2 separate regions of the Mus musculus genome follow, and region 1 is linked to region 2. Evidence: chromatin contacts called from public HiChIP or PLAC-seq data. All regions are on one chromosome and are shown on one strand. The core of a region is the stretch at or near the end of the contact, and the rest is flanking DNA. Distances in the headings are between cores, read along the strand shown.

The links. HiChIP or PLAC-seq counts read pairs in DNA pulled down with a chosen protein or histone mark.
Region 1: a contact with region 2 is called in an H3K27ac HiChIP or PLAC-seq map of acute myeloid leukemia, with 6 times the contacts expected there. The contact joins two enhancer-like sites. A contact is called at or near these places in 3 of 15 datasets of contacts at CTCF or cohesin (embryonic stem cells, large pre-B cells and stem cell-derived epiblast-like cells), 1 of 484 Hi-C or Micro-C datasets (nephron progenitors) and 14 of 115 datasets of contacts at active chromatin or transcription factors (the 230-238 cell line, acute myeloid leukemia, craniofacial prominence and 9 more).

Annotation. Positions count from the first base shown.
Region 1 is chr13:38,016,781-38,019,480 of GRCm38.p6, reverse strand. Cage1 (cancer antigen 1) reads left to right here. Exons shown (of 13, transcript NM_027724.2): 6 at 168-314; 7 at 2,074-2,184. Among named protein-coding and RNA genes, the nearest start is that of Cage1, 19 kb to the left of the region's middle. Within about 2 kb of position 1,445, at least 7 of the 459 cell types and tissues checked have an H3K27ac peak or open chromatin away from gene starts, as enhancers often do. A contact at or near this core is called in acute myeloid leukemia, where this site is marked.
Region 2 is chr13:37,451,047-37,453,816 of GRCm38.p6, reverse strand. No RefSeq gene overlaps it. Among named protein-coding and RNA genes, the nearest start is that of Gm4035, 17 kb to the right of the region's middle. Within about 2 kb of position 1,251, at least 268 of the 459 cell types and tissues checked have an H3K27ac peak or open chromatin away from gene starts, as enhancers often do. A contact at or near this core is called in acute myeloid leukemia, where this site is marked.

The DNA of each region.
Region 1 (2,700 bases), core at 196-2,695, 570 kb before region 2:
TTGCTTTGTGTTTCTCAATAAATTTTAAGATTATAAAGGTATCCCATGGGAAAATGCCTCAGAACCATTGCTCAGAGCTTTAAGATAGTGTTTCACCAGTGTTTTGTTTAAACACTAACTTGGGTCCTTTGACTTTATGATGATAAATCCGAATTGTGCACATGTAGGAGACAAAGGGGACACATTGTAATTTGTTCCTGAATCGCTCTTCTTGTAAAGAAAACCTGGAGCTCCAACCTCTGAAGAAAACTTCTCCGCTGGCCTCTGGAATTCACAGCCTTTTGGCCCTGAGAATAGGACTTCTCACGTGTCAGGTAAAAAACAAAATAAAGAAATCAAGCAAATACTTGAGCTGGAGTGAACTGAGAGAGGCTGTGAAAGGTAGCAGGATTAAGTCGCAGGAGAAGGAAAGACAGAGTCAGACCTCTAGCTGCTCCCCAGGCTTCAGGCTTCGAGCTGCTTATCTTTGATGTTCAGTACTAACAAGTGATTGTAGTCAGATGGAAAGATACAGTGGTAAGGAACAAGGATAGTAACTAGCCATCTAGTACTTCCTGTTTCCAGTGTAGTTGTCTTTTATTCTAAGCCAGTCTGCTCTCAGTGAGTGTTCACATTAATAAGTTGCTTGCCTAATTAAAATGTAGTTGGGGGCAGCAACTGTATACATTGGTAGAATGAACAATGAAGTAACGGTGTTGGAGAAGTGGCTCAGGAGTTAAGAGCCATCATCCCACAGAACCCAGGTTCGATTCCCAAGATCCACATGGAGATCAGAACCGCCTATAATTTCAGTTCCAGGGGATCTAAGCACTCTCCTGGCCTTTGTGGGCATCTGACATACATGGAGGCAAAAACCCATATATCCATAGATAGAATAAATGAGTAATTTTTAAATGAAGTATTAATGAGTTCAAATCCCAGCCTTACATATGGTGACTATGTGACTTGTTCAAGGAACATAACGTGTCTCAGCCAGTTTCCTTAATGGGGAGCTCCATTTGCTTCTGTCCTGGGCAGCAACTGCATTCAACAAAAATGATACAACAGGGCGTGTACTTGCAAGATTGTCAAATAAGGCCCTCCCCCCACCCTGTTCCCCTACCCACCCACTCCCACTTCTTGGCCCTGGCGTTCCCCTGTACTGGGGCATATAAAGTTTGCTAGACCAAGGGGCCTCTCTTCCCAATGATGGCCAACTAGGCCATCTTCTGCTACATATGCAGCTAGAGACACGAGCTCTGGGGGTACTGGTTAGTTCATATTGTTGTTCCACCTATAGGGTTGTAGACCCCTTCAGCTCTTGGGCAGTATGTCACCCGCCTTCTCAGCGGATCATACCCCATCTCAAATAACTACTTCCTGTTTGCCTGTTCTATGTCTCCCACCCCACTCTCTCTTCTGTACCTGATGCAGAATCAAGCCCATAATGAGCTCGCAGCAAGTATCTGCTGACTTCCTGACCATCCCCGGAAGTGTCCACATTTACTGTCCCTGACATGTTCCGGTCAACCTTGCATCATTCCCTGCCATTTAGACATTTAACTCAGAAAAACAAAGCAAGCTTTGCAAGAGCTGACCTCCTTGTCCCAAGTTTCACAGATAAGCAGCAGAACACAACACAAACCTTTAGACATTAGACCTCTAGGTTATCTTGCTACAGTTATCTTCATCCTGGCTACTCTCGAACTACCTAGTTGCTATATTGTTCAGGATGTCTGGCCTTTCTAATGTGTCAGAGGTACCAATTTATCCCAGGTTTGAATATGTAAACTGGCCAGGCTAAGGAGCAATGTACATATGAATATATAAGCATCCATTTATCATAGATGAGGGTTAACAGTATACTACCCTCTCTTACTAGCAATCTATGGACATGTGTGAATCTACATAATAACTCTATTAACTCTTGTCTTAACTTTTGTATTATCTCTTAGTGAAGTGATGAAGAGCATTTGAAGCATGGGATTCAGTGTGGTTTACCTTCTTTGGCCCCTTATTTCTAAACAGTCCTCCTCCTCCGTTTTAGCTTCAGTGAAAACCTTTCAATCTAGTTTCTCAAACCATTATCCTTAGGACCTTGCCACGCCTGATGCTGAGCTTTGCCAAGAGAGTAAGAAAGCTAATGACATAATGCTGCAAAGACTGAAGGACTGTCAGCTTAAAAAGAAGGACTTAGATAAAGAGGTACTGTGTTCTTCTTTTCTAAAACCTGATTCAGTTTACTGGGAAGAGCTAGCTAAAACATCACAGAACAACGGTTGCTCCTAAAGTTCTGGATTTGTTTAAAAAGTGCTTGGGGACCAGACTAGCTTAAATTGTGCCTTTTAGAAGTAGATCCGATATCTAACATTTGACTTATTTACAACTTAAATCTCCATTGGAAAGTTTCATTCACATGGGGTTGATGAGATGGCTCAGTAGCTAGGAATGGGAGCCAGGACACCCGGAGTCTCAGGAGTTGGTTCTTGCTTTCCACCACGAACTCCGTGGACTGAACGGGACTCAGCATTCAGCTAACTAGGATGTCTTATACCAAAAGGCGGCCAAGAGAAAGCAGCCAGGGTTCCATGTGTCTTGGAGGAGTCACAAAAGCTGCGCATCAGTTCCCCTGCACTAAATAGTGATCACAGGGTGAAGGGCCATCTGCCAGTTCAGTAAAACCACTTGTCCATAGAAGTTGTATTGAGGGAGTCATGTACC
Region 2 (2,770 bases), core at 2-2,501:
ACAAAAAACCAAAACAAAACCCTAGCTTCTTAAAATGAAGCACCTTCCTCTTGGAAAGGACAGACTAAATGTTGAGTTTAAGCTGTGGTAAGGTCTGAGAGAATGTTCTTGGGGATGGCTGCTATAGAGGCAGTGCCCAAGTTGTTGGGGGGTGGGGGGTGGGGAGAAGAAAGGGCAGATAATCAAGAAATAGCACCTTGTTGGCGAGGCCATTGCTTCTCTAAAGTGGATTTGTATAGAGAGGTCCCAGGAGAACCTCGTTAAGATGTTGATAATTTCAAACAGAAGCCTGTCGGGGCAGTGGTGGGGGCGTGGCGTATTCTGCAAGCTCCTAGTTGGTGTTACCGTTGTTCCTGTGAGGACCACGTGTAAGAGGCTAAGGCGTTAAACTGTATTTTTTGTCTCTTTCTGTGCGTGTTCCCCTTTAAATGTCTGCAGGAACACTGAGGGCGAGGCCTCCCAAGGGCATCAGCTGCCTTTGGGGAGTTTAGGAAGTGGAGCAGCGCCCTCTTGAGGCCATAAGGCAGAGGTGCTGGGAAGGAGGTCCACCAAAGGTCTGCGGAATCAAGCCAGGTAGCCATTTCCTAAGCCAAAGGATCGTCTCAGCTCGTTTTCTTAAACGGGCCTCATCATAGAAAGACATGAATCTTGGGAAACAGCTTCAGAAAAATCTTTGCGAGCTTTTGATGCTGCCTGGTGGTGGTGGTGACTTTTTTCTCCATTTCTTACAAATCAGTAGAATGTGTTTATTGCCATATAAATCTAATTTCCCCCTACACTAAATTTCTACCTTAGCAAGATGCAATTGATCTAAGCAGTGTGCTCATGGGGGTATGCCCTCCCTCGCTTGATGGGGACTACCTGCCTATCCCATCCCCCAAGTCCGAGATTCCATCTCCTCCCCACTTCTCCATCTCTCCTGGCTCCTCTGTCTTGACTTTGCCCATAGCCTAGCAGAACTCTCTTGCCTTTGGTCTCTGCTATGGGTGGTCCAAGGTCAAGCATGGTGAATGCAACATTCCAGACTTCCAAACACAACACTCTGGAGAGACCGTTCTCTTTCATAGACCTGTCTGTCCTCCTTTGGTTCAGTTCCATCTTCCTGGCTAGACACCATCCCTCACTGGACTCCCTCGCCGCCCGTGCTAGAGACCATGTTTTCTGCCTTCTGACTCAGTTCCACCCCCCTGGCCAGGCCACACCCTATTTGCTAGGCTCTGCTGCCTTAGCTAGATCACTCCCTTCCGGATATACCTCGCCTTCCAGGGCAGACCTGGTTAGACTCCTCCCTCCTGGATAGATACACAGGCACACAGTTAACCCCCACCTCTGGTTTTCTTCCCTACAGCTTCCTGGTGGAGGAGTTTGGCGGAGGCAGGGATTCAAAGCGATCCCTCAGGGTCGCGCTTCCCAGTTGTTTATGGGTCTCCTGAGAGCAACGGTTCTCACACTGGCCAGTTTCTCTAAAGAGGCAAGTGTTCTCCGAGCCCAACCTGATGACATAGATTTCGGGCCACCCCAGTTCTGCAGAATGCACGTCTCGAGGGAGAAGTCTGGAAATCTGCACTGCCACACTGTTCGCCACTCCGTTTACAGGCAGGCTTGAGAAGTGCAGCTGTGGCTAGCCTAGGACCCAGCCCAGACCCCCGTGGCCATTAGGGACGCCTCCAGTCCAGTCTCCCATCGGCACCCAGCTAACTGCTGCCTCTTTTCTCACTTAGAAGATTGAGGCCATCTGTTGCGAGCTTCCTGCATTTCCTGCCCCCATCCTTGACATTCTCCACATTTCCCAGTTTGCCTCCTTCTCCTTTCTTAGAAAATAAACATCTTCCCATGGCTGGATTTCTACCCTCCTTGACCATCTCCTCTGAAACGATGACCCCCCCTCCCCCTTTGATTCTTTCTCTGTACATTTTGGTCTTTTTCTCACCAATGGATTTTTCTTTTTCTCTTTTTTTCAATTAAAAAAAATTGCCTTATGTCTTTTTCTAAATCACAAAACATCTCTCAGTAAGTTGGCTTCTCCCTCAAGCTGCCAGCTCTCCTCCCACTTCCTTCATGAGAGCATCTCATCTCTGCATGGGTCTCAGCCTAGCACTTCCCCTTTCTGATCTCACAGGGTGCCGGGTCAATGCTGTGCAAAACCCCTGCCAAGAGCCTGATTCAGTGCCCTGAGCCACTAAGCTAGAAATCGGACTTGCAATGCTGAAGACTAGATTCCAGGTTTGTCCTCAGACTGGTTACCTCATGAGTTTTGCTTTCTCAGACATTGCTGCTCAGATCCAAGGCCACATCCTTAGAACCTCCTTACAAGCACACGGCACTTAACCACCATCTGTGTATCTGTCAGCTTTCCATTACCATCACAGAGCACCCGAGCTGATGAATTTATAACAAGCAAAAGGTTACGTTGGTCCATGATTTCAGTCCATCGTCACTTGGTTTTGCTGAACTTGAGCATGTGGCTGATGAAGCTGCCGGTCTCCTAGTGACCAGGAAGCAAAAACCAAACCAAACCAAACCAAACCAGCAACCACCTAAAATCTAATAACCTCATGCAACAGCTTAACTGCCTATCAGGATCCACCTCTTAAAGATTTCACCACTTTCAATTATTAACTCAAGCTGGAGACCAAGCTTCCAATACAGCAGCCTTTTGGGTGACACACAGCTAAGCCACAGCAACGTGAAAACCTAAAGGAAGCCTAAAGAGAATGGATAAAGTGACTGTTGCACATGGTCATGAGAGATGCTGAGCTCTACGAGAGGG